Regions from separate parts of the Rattus norvegicus genome. Here region 1 is linked to region 2. The links are chromatin contacts, called in public Hi-C maps. All regions are on one chromosome and are shown on one strand. Each heading gives the region's core, a stretch centred on a gene start, on an enhancer-like site or on the middle of the called end of the contact. The rest is flanking DNA. Distances are from core to core; before and after follow the strand shown. Region 1 has its middle 140 kb from the start of Ino80d. Region 2 holds the start of Nrp2 (neuropilin 2).

Region 1 (4,493 bases), core at 1,610-4,109, 230 kb before region 2:
CAGGCATGGAGATAATATGCCTTTGGCCCCCCTCCCCACACTCCTGTTTTTCTTTTGTCTTTTTATAGTCGAGGATGATATTGGTGAAGGGTGTTTACAAGACAGTTCTTCCCATGTGAAACAGTAGAAGGATCCCAAGAGGATACCTGGGAACACTGCTGTACCTGTGTTCTTTTGGATGACACTGTGTGACATGTCCCTTAAGGGAGGTTTCTCCTTGGAAACCAGAGCTCACTGCTTGAAAGTGGAGTAAGTCTCTTTGACTATATGTTCTGAGATCAGCTTAACTTACATAACGCCGAAACTGACTTTTCTTAATCGATTTATTTATTTACTTATTTATTTGTATGTGTGTGTATCTGGGTGTATGCATGTGTACAATGTACATTCAGGTGCACATGGAGGCCAGAAGAGGGCATTTGATCCTCTGGAACTGGAGCAAAAGTGTGAGCCGCCCATTGTGGGAGTGGGAAGGAAGCCAGGCCCTCTGGAAGAATAGCAGATGCTCTCACTGATGAGCATCTTTCCAGACCCCCACTCCTACTCCACACTGACTTCTCTTCACTTGTAAAAACAATATACAGAGTTGCTTACAAAATTCCTCCGATCTCTCTGGATACTAGCCATGTAAACATCTCATAGGAGATCCTTTAAGCTTAAAGCCTCCACTTCCGATGCTATCAAATGGACCAAGAAGACCGCTTGATTCATTGGGTGAGCCCGGGCTCTTGCCTTTCAGTGGTTTGTTGTGTGTGGATAATACTACTCACCCAATTATCTACCCACTGGTAACTTCTGCCTATAATTACATTAATAAAGCCCCAGAGGCTGAGAACAAACACTGGGAACACCAACCGTGGGATCACTTGGAACCAGAAAGATAATGATACGTTGTATAGACGTGTTTTGTACACAGATACTGTCTCTGAACGGTTGCTCCGATCTAAGGAGGCTATGCTTTAGCACTGGCCCTGGTGAGTCTGCGTGATAGGACAGCATTCAACACTTCTAGTTTTGAAATAAATGCTTTCGGTTTTTCACAACTTCTTAGCCCTTTCTCTTCCATTCTCTCAGTCCACATTTATCACATCAATAAACATTTACTGAGCATTTCCTTAAGTACCAGGTATCTATGCAGGCCCTGGGAGAAGAGTGGTAAAACAAAACAGAAGTCCCAACCTTGCCTTGGTGGGAGGGAAGTTGTGCAGCAAGCGAGACTAGTTCAAATCTCTGTGGCTGCTCTAATGAACAAGGCGGAGGTGGAGTGAAACCAAGGGAACTGAAATGGTGCTGAGGGCGCGAAGGCACTCCCCACCAAGCCTGAGGGTCTAAGCTTGATTCTTCGACCCCCATATGCTGGGAAGTGAGAGCCAGCTTCTGTCAGACCTCCACAAGTACCCCCAACCCCGATAGAGAGCTAAACAAACAAATATAAACTAAGTTAAATGAAAGGCGTGTGACAGAAGAAGTTGATAGGTGGCTCAGAAAGAGGAGCTGGTCCCTGAGATCAGGGAAACTTTCCTAGATTAAAGGACACTGCGAGACCCAGGCCCTGGCGTGGAGCCTCACTTGCTGTGGGCACTCAGATGGCTCTCTGCATCCCTTGCTTATTTTTTCTGGGTCCCAACTGGAAATGAAGTAGAGATAATCCCAGTTCACGTGGGCCTTGTGCTGCTGACCTACAGGGTAAGGCTTTGTAGGAGCCATGTGGAAATGGCCTCGATTCCCTCTACCCTTGCCTAGCTGTCTACTCCGGATTAATGAAATTTCTCCGAGGCTCCCTCTCTACATCTGTGAACAGCACGCCTTTCTGTATACAGGGCACCACCTGTTTTTAGCACCGAAGTTCTGGGCGTGAGGACTATTTTAGATACCTTGCGTTTACCAAAGAGTCTGGCACTTCCTGGTTGCCTCAGACCCGATGCCATTCTGCTAAGGGAGGTTACCTGCACTGTGATGTAGGACCAAGGGAATGTGCCCCTGGCTTTTATGTCCGCGTGCTTGGTTACTGCAGAACAAGGCCGGCTACAGGCATTTGGGCCGTTGAGATGTGTGGAAACAAGTCTCCCTTGACAGAAACAGTCAGTTTAATGAGTAGAATTAAAAATGCAAATGACGGGCTCAACTGTGGTATAATTAAACCACTGGAACAGCTCCCTCAGACACAGGCTCCCATGCCCTGTGTGTGGGGCTGGGTCCTGTTTATGTCTAGGCAGGTAGCTGGAGGCCCCTTCTTGCCTTGGGCTTGCTATGTGGGGGACCTACTTCACCTACCCACCTCCTTCTCGGGGGGCTATGGAACCTAATGAGGGATGCTTTGAGGTTCCCTGATGAAAGATGCTATAAAGTATAAAGTCCTATCATTAGGAAAGCCACATATTGGCATTTGTAACCCACCAGCACCAAAGAGAAACCTAACAGCCTCTCAGGCTGTTCATCAAGTGCCGACAGCTCCTCTCTCGGCACAGGTGAAGCCGTAATGAGTAGAAACTGAACGTGTATTCAAGGTATTTTAAAAAAGTCGATAACACACAGTCATACTTCCCCTTTGGCTCTCCTGGCTTGTGCTTGTAAACCCCCTCAGCCCCAGCTCCCTGGGGTGGGGGGTGGGGAATACGGGTTGGGTGTGCGCAAGGTGCAAGCTCAGAGCGCAGGCAAGGAAAGTGCTTGGTGGATGTGCTTGAGTTACCATGGCGACCCAGGGACAATGCTCTTGGGCACGCAGACCCCATGTTTGCAGCATTATGCTTCAGAAGGGGATTTAGAGATGCAGAACAAAACATAATAAAGAAGCATCAAGCCTAATAAGACTTGGGACTGAAAGAAAGCCAGGGACTTCTGTTTAGACACCACAGCGTTCTCGCGTTGTGGGTCTGGGAAGTGATCCAAGACTGAGCCTTGTTCATTATACCTCCCAGGCCGCAGGCATTCAGAAGGGCTTTCTGCATTGAAATTGCAACTTTCCCCTCACCTGGCTGCAAAGAGAACCCACTGAGTTTAGAACAGTAAGCAAAGGAAGAGATTTTCTCATTTAAACAACATCCCTTTGTACCTGGTCGATAAGATACAAGGGGAAAAAAATAAATTAAAAAAAAAAATCCCAGCTTGAATATTGAGCAAGTTGCCAAAATTGAGCCTGGAACAATCCTGTGGTGTCTTTATTGGGTAACACGAATACCATTTTTGGATATGGCCTCATTCATCAAAGCCGCGGATGCTCCAAGAGTTCTGATGGAAAGAAAATAGCAAGAAACAGCTTTCATCATTTACATAATTAAAAAAATTGCTGGAGTCTTTTGTTTGGTGCCTCTGGTCACAGACAGCTGACACCTGCTTTTGGGTACATGTGGTACTCTCTAACACTTTCCTTTTGTTAGGGAGGAGTGGGCCCTGCATCCTGAGCCTGAGAGAGCAACTTGAAGAGTTACAACTCATTGAGAAACATACAGGGGAGAGGCAAGTGGTTTGGCTCCAACACAGCCTGCTGGAGCCCCTCTGCGGTCACTGACTTGCTACATGAAACTGATTGAGTCGAGGAAGCGTAGCGGACTGCTCCTCGAATAAGGCTGGGATGCCACTCAGCTGGTTTTTTGAGAAGGGGATCTGGTTTTGTCTCTGCAGCTACATCATAGTGCACACAGAGGAGTCATGATATAGGTATTTTGTGAATGTATGAATTCCTGTTTCCTCGTGGTTCAGTTAGATTCTGTCCCTGCTGATCAAAGGAAGTCATTTCACACTCTCTTTTCGGAGGCCAACGGAATGGGGCGACATCATTCAAGGCTTCACTGGGAGCCCCTCCATGCTGATGCAAATGGGGCAATTTTATCGTGACCTCAGGATCAATATCTGGGTGTTGAGTTCCCTTTTGGAGATCTCATCCTTGACCTTGGTTCATATGGCAGATGCTGATGGAGCTCCGTTTTGGGGGTAATCAGAGTGAGAGACAGATTTTCAATGTATCCCTCCCCAGCAGTGGCCCCCCAGTTCTCTGACTCTAAGGGCCCTGCCCCAGACTTCTACCTTTATATTGACTGACAGGAAGTAAATCTCCAGCCTGGTGGTTTGCAAATGCTTGGTGATGATTTATGTATGCCTGCTTCTCTTGTGGCTCCAATAGAGGGAGTGGGGCCACACCCAGTGTGTGGCCATGTGCAACTGGCTCCAGGTGCAGTTGTGTGGTTTAGCAAGGTTTCCGTAGCATGTCCAGTCACGAGCCACTGCTTCAGCCTGTCCTGGACTGAGAAGACACAGGAGGAGGATGCCAGCTTCACTAAGTTTATCATCTTGTGAACCAAGGGAGAGATGCTAGTTAGTGAGAGCTGTTGAGAGCCACTGAAACTCTGGGATTGCCTGTTGTCACAGCAACCAAGTAACAATAGGATGAATGGTACCTAATCACCATAACGTGGTATTGGTGTGTAGAAGGCAGTGGTGGTTCAGAGCAGTTGGATTGATGAATGAGTAGATGACCAGGCAAGACCACACTGATT
Region 2 (4,178 bases), core at 397-2,896:
CTCAACAGCATTGCCCACTCTGCCAAATCCCCAAAGATGGCAAAAAATAAAACCCATATATGTCCCACGTAAAATGGGTGTAGGTGTGTGTTGGGGAAGGAACAAGAAGCTTGGTAGCCGCTAAGCTTTCTCCTCAGGACCCGCTAAGCACGGTGCGGAGCGCCAGGGTGGCTGTGAGGAAGGAGACCCACCACCGCGGCTGGCTGTCTCCGCCAAGTGCCTCGAGGTAATAGAGTTTTTGTCTCTATCTTTCCTCCCTCCTTCTCTTATCCCCCATTTCCTTGGTAGATGGTTTCCCATCCCAGTCACCTGTAGGAGCAAACGCTAAGAGTTTTTTCAGGTTCCAGACACTGTCTTAGAGCGGAGGGAAACACCCCCAGAAGCAGTTCCAGAGTGGAAGAACCGCATTCCCAGAGACCTGTTTTCAGAGAAGTATCCCCTGTCGCACTCCACAAGAGCTGGCCCTGGCCTCTCCTAGGCCCTGCTGTGCTTATCTCTGCAGCCTGTGTCCACACACCCTTTTTGGCAGTGTTTGAGAACAAATTCCACTCAAAACTTTCTAACCACTTCACATGAGGAGACTGTCGAGGGTCATGCAGTTTGTTTTATCTTTTAAGAAAAAAAATTTAAAGAACATGATTTGCTTTCCCAGAAAACACACAGATTCACGAGAGAGCGGGGACTATCAACTGCCCACGGGAAAGCTTCCATTTCAGCCACAAGCTGGCTCGCTCCACTAGCTTCAACCCTACAGTTCTGAGATGTATCCTCCCATTCTGCAAAGAATCCACACATCTGAAAAGCAAAGCTAGACTCTAGCTTTTTTTCCCAAGCCCTTCAGCTAACATTGCTCAATGTAGCTAAGCAGAGGGAATGTAAGTGATTTATATTTCACTGGCTAGGTTGAGGAAACTCAAGGGAGATGTGTTCTGCTTCAAGACAGGGAGGAAAAAAAATCCCCAAAACTGTAATGCAAAGGCTTTGTAGTATTTTTAAACCTTTGATTCAGTCCATATGTGACATCTGAACACCGCCAAATTCTGTTACAAAACACACACACACACACACACACACACACACACACACACACACACACACACTCCCTTAGCAAGAGAGAAAAGTTGGGTTTAGCAGCCCTGGTGGTATAAAGAAGGCCACGGAGATCTCCCTTTAAATTATTGAGTATTGAGGGAGCCTCCTCCTGAGCGGTTCTGAGTGGCTTCTCCGCATTAGCAGTCGCCCTTAAAGGGGGAACCATGTAAAAATGAATAGAAAAACTTTGAAGGGCTTACCTTGCTGGCTTCTCACTTTGTGTCCCGAAAAGTACAGAGCTAAGAAAATCCAGGTGAGAGGAAACATATCCATTTTTGACAGAGAGGCTCTCTCCAGGGCTAGGTTGGTGGGATCTCGTATAATTATGTCTTTGTGTTTTTCCTCTCTAATTTTCTTCCTTGTGGTGTCTTCTGCAAAGGTCTCTAATGATCAGCGTTTTCCTCCTGCGTCCTGGAGGTCCGTCTGCCTTCACCTTTATTCTTGCTGGAATATCTCCACCTCACTAAGAGATAGCCCCTGAAATCAGCAAAGAGGGAGCAAGCTGGGGAAGCGGAGACCAGTTTCCTCTTCAAACCCAAACGCGTGTATGGTCTCTTCAGTTCCTCAAAGTGTCATTTCCTTTATCCTACAACATCACGAGGGTTTCCCGAAAGCTAAGCGCAAAATAATAGTAATAATAATAATAACCAAAGCCAAGAATTGCCCTGGGCATCACACGGCCCCTAAGCAGCTGTGTGATCTCAGAAGCGCAAACTGACACAGGTCTGCCGGCACCCAGGACACACGCGGGCAGAGGTACCGACCGCTGGACAGGCGGAGTGGTAGGCAGTCAGGCGCCCGGCTCTTAGTCTTCTCCGGGTTCCCCTAAGCGGGAGCCTTCCCCAGCGGCTACACCCGCTTGGCCAGTCTCTGGAGGGGAGAGCGAGGCAGGAAGCTGCTGTGGCCGGTGCTGCTGGTGCTGCTGCGGGTGCGGCGGCGGCGGCGGCGGCTGAGATCGCCCGCGAGTGTGCGAGCGGCTCTCCGAGTTCGCTGGCGCCCGCCCTCACCTCCACCTCGCCCAGCGCCGGGCCGAGTGTCTGTGCTTCTGAGGATGTGCCGGGGGCGGGCTGCGGGCTGGTGCCTCGCTCGCCTCCTCTGTCTCCCCTCCGGCTCCCCCCTCGCCTTTTCAGGCCGAGCAGCATGTGGATGTCAGAGCCGCGGCAGAGCGATCCGATTACGCGCCCGCTCAGGGCCCGCCCCTTCTGTGTTCCTGATTAAAGAGGCAGCCGCGGAGACGCGCGGCGCAGAGCCGAAGACCGCGGCACCCAGCTCGGGCGGGGCGGCGGTGGCTCTCAACCCTGCGACCGCGCGATCAAAGTTAAGGTGCCACACCACCCTGCCGCCCCTATCCCAGTCCGCACCTCCCTCCTGCCCCGCGCAGCTCCATGCCGGGCTGCGGGTGTGTCTGTCACACCCGGAGCAAGGAGCGCCCTCCCTTCAGGGCGCGCTGCTCTTGCCGCAGGGAAACTCCGAGGAGCCCGGGAAATTCTTGTTCCCCACCAAATTCCGAGACTCGGAAGCCACACACTCAGAATCCAACACAATGCCACCTGCCATGGCGTTACGGGAGTTGGGTGGCGGACTGTGTTTGGCGTAGGGAGCCAGTCAAGGGCTCAGCCCTGTGTTCTCAGAGGCAGCAATGCGTGGCGGCGACACACACACAGGCAACCTTAGCTTTCCTTGAAGCAAACCTCTAGTGTTTCTTGGGTTTACTTCTCAGATCCTTTGTTGTGTCCGGAACAGGCTCCTCTGTGGTCTGGGTTAGGATTTACTTCAACCTGCGCCCTTAACTTATAACTATCTTTAAACGAGGAACGATTTTATTGAATAAAGAATTTCCCCAGGCAATTAAATTGTCCCCTGGCCACCCAATACACCTTCAAGCTTCCGCACATAGTACAGGTACAGGAAGGCCTCTTGGAATGCTACTGTAACTACTTCTGTTCATGTTTCCTCAAGGAAAGTGGTCACAATGTTGACAGAAAGAGAATAGCATTATGCTACCTATTTTTAAGTGGAGACATGAAAACTGTTTCAAGGTGCTGTAAGCTAACAGTCCCGGGAACACTTGTATCTTTGTTTCTGAGGGTGGTTGGATGATCCCCAGCTGTCATATTCACCAGGCACCGTTGCTTTACCATGATCAAGATTCAATACAACACGCCTGGCAAACTTTTCAATCCCTCTCCTAGCAGTCTGCAGATTAAGAAACAAGTTTGGGTGACAAAGGACATGCACATCTAACTATCCATTTTTTTTTCCCTTGGAGTGGACTTATGGGTTCTGGGTCGTTTCTTTTCTTATCTGGACTTGCCATTAGCTTTGTTTATCACAGTCAGTGTTTGGAAAAAAAATCTGTAACTCTCACTTAACTGTTATTTACATGGAGATAAACCCAAACAAAATTGAATCAGAAGTGATTTGCAACTAGTTAAATGAAGACATAGAGGGGTTTTACAGTGGAAGTCCAGAGGCTGGATGTCACGTGGTTAATCTTACTGCTTGGCTGAAAAGGTCAGGAGTCAGAGGCCCCCTGAGTTCTTCCAGAGGGCAACACACACACACACACACACACACGCGCGCGCACACACACACACCACCTCAAAAACTCTTAGGGGCTAGTTTTGATTTCCTTTATCCTTCCTTACCCTTCCCTGTTTTTTTGTTTTTTTTTTTTCTGTTCCTAGGCTTAAGAGAAAACCGCTATCACTAAAGCTCCAGTGTTACAATTGTCTTAACGTCCAATAGTAAAGAATGATCTCCCAGTCCCAAATATTTGATGAAGGAAGAGGGGAAGTCTGGATTTTGGGCCTTAAACTCAAATCCTGGTTTGTGTTGTTAAGAAAACACTAATCCAAGGACAAACAGCGCTATCTGCATTAGCAGGGCCTGCAAGGAAAGAGTTACTTAGTTTCACAACCCCACTGCTCTTCAGGCTACCAAACCGTTCCAATTTGGACTAGAGCTAGACACAGCAGCTTTCTGAGTACACTACAGACAGGGTTTAGGCGAGGACAGAGAGAAGACAGGAGAGAGTGAGAAGGAAACCCAAAGCCCATTGGGAAACCCTAAGGATGACAACCCGG

Evidence for each region. A called contact is a pair of places that touch in the nucleus more often than the background predicts.
Region 1: a Hi-C map of frontal cortex shows a contact between it and region 2, with 1.8 times the contacts expected there. The contact joins the enhancer-like site here to the promoter of Nrp2 in region 2. A contact is called at or near these places in 2 of 12 Hi-C or Micro-C datasets (frontal cortex and hepatocytes).

Annotation. Positions count from the first base shown.
Region 1 is chr9:71,843,712-71,848,204 of GRCr8, reverse strand. No RefSeq gene overlaps it. Among named protein-coding and RNA genes, the nearest start is that of Ino80d, 140 kb to the left of the region's middle. Within about 2 kb of position 2,859, at least 18 of the 93 cell types and tissues checked have an H3K27ac peak or open chromatin away from gene starts, as enhancers often do.
Region 2 is chr9:71,614,722-71,618,899 of GRCr8, reverse strand. Nrp2 (neuropilin 2) reads right to left here and starts at 1,646. Exons shown (of 17, transcript NM_030869.4): 1 at 1,293-1,646. The coding sequence starts at 1,365.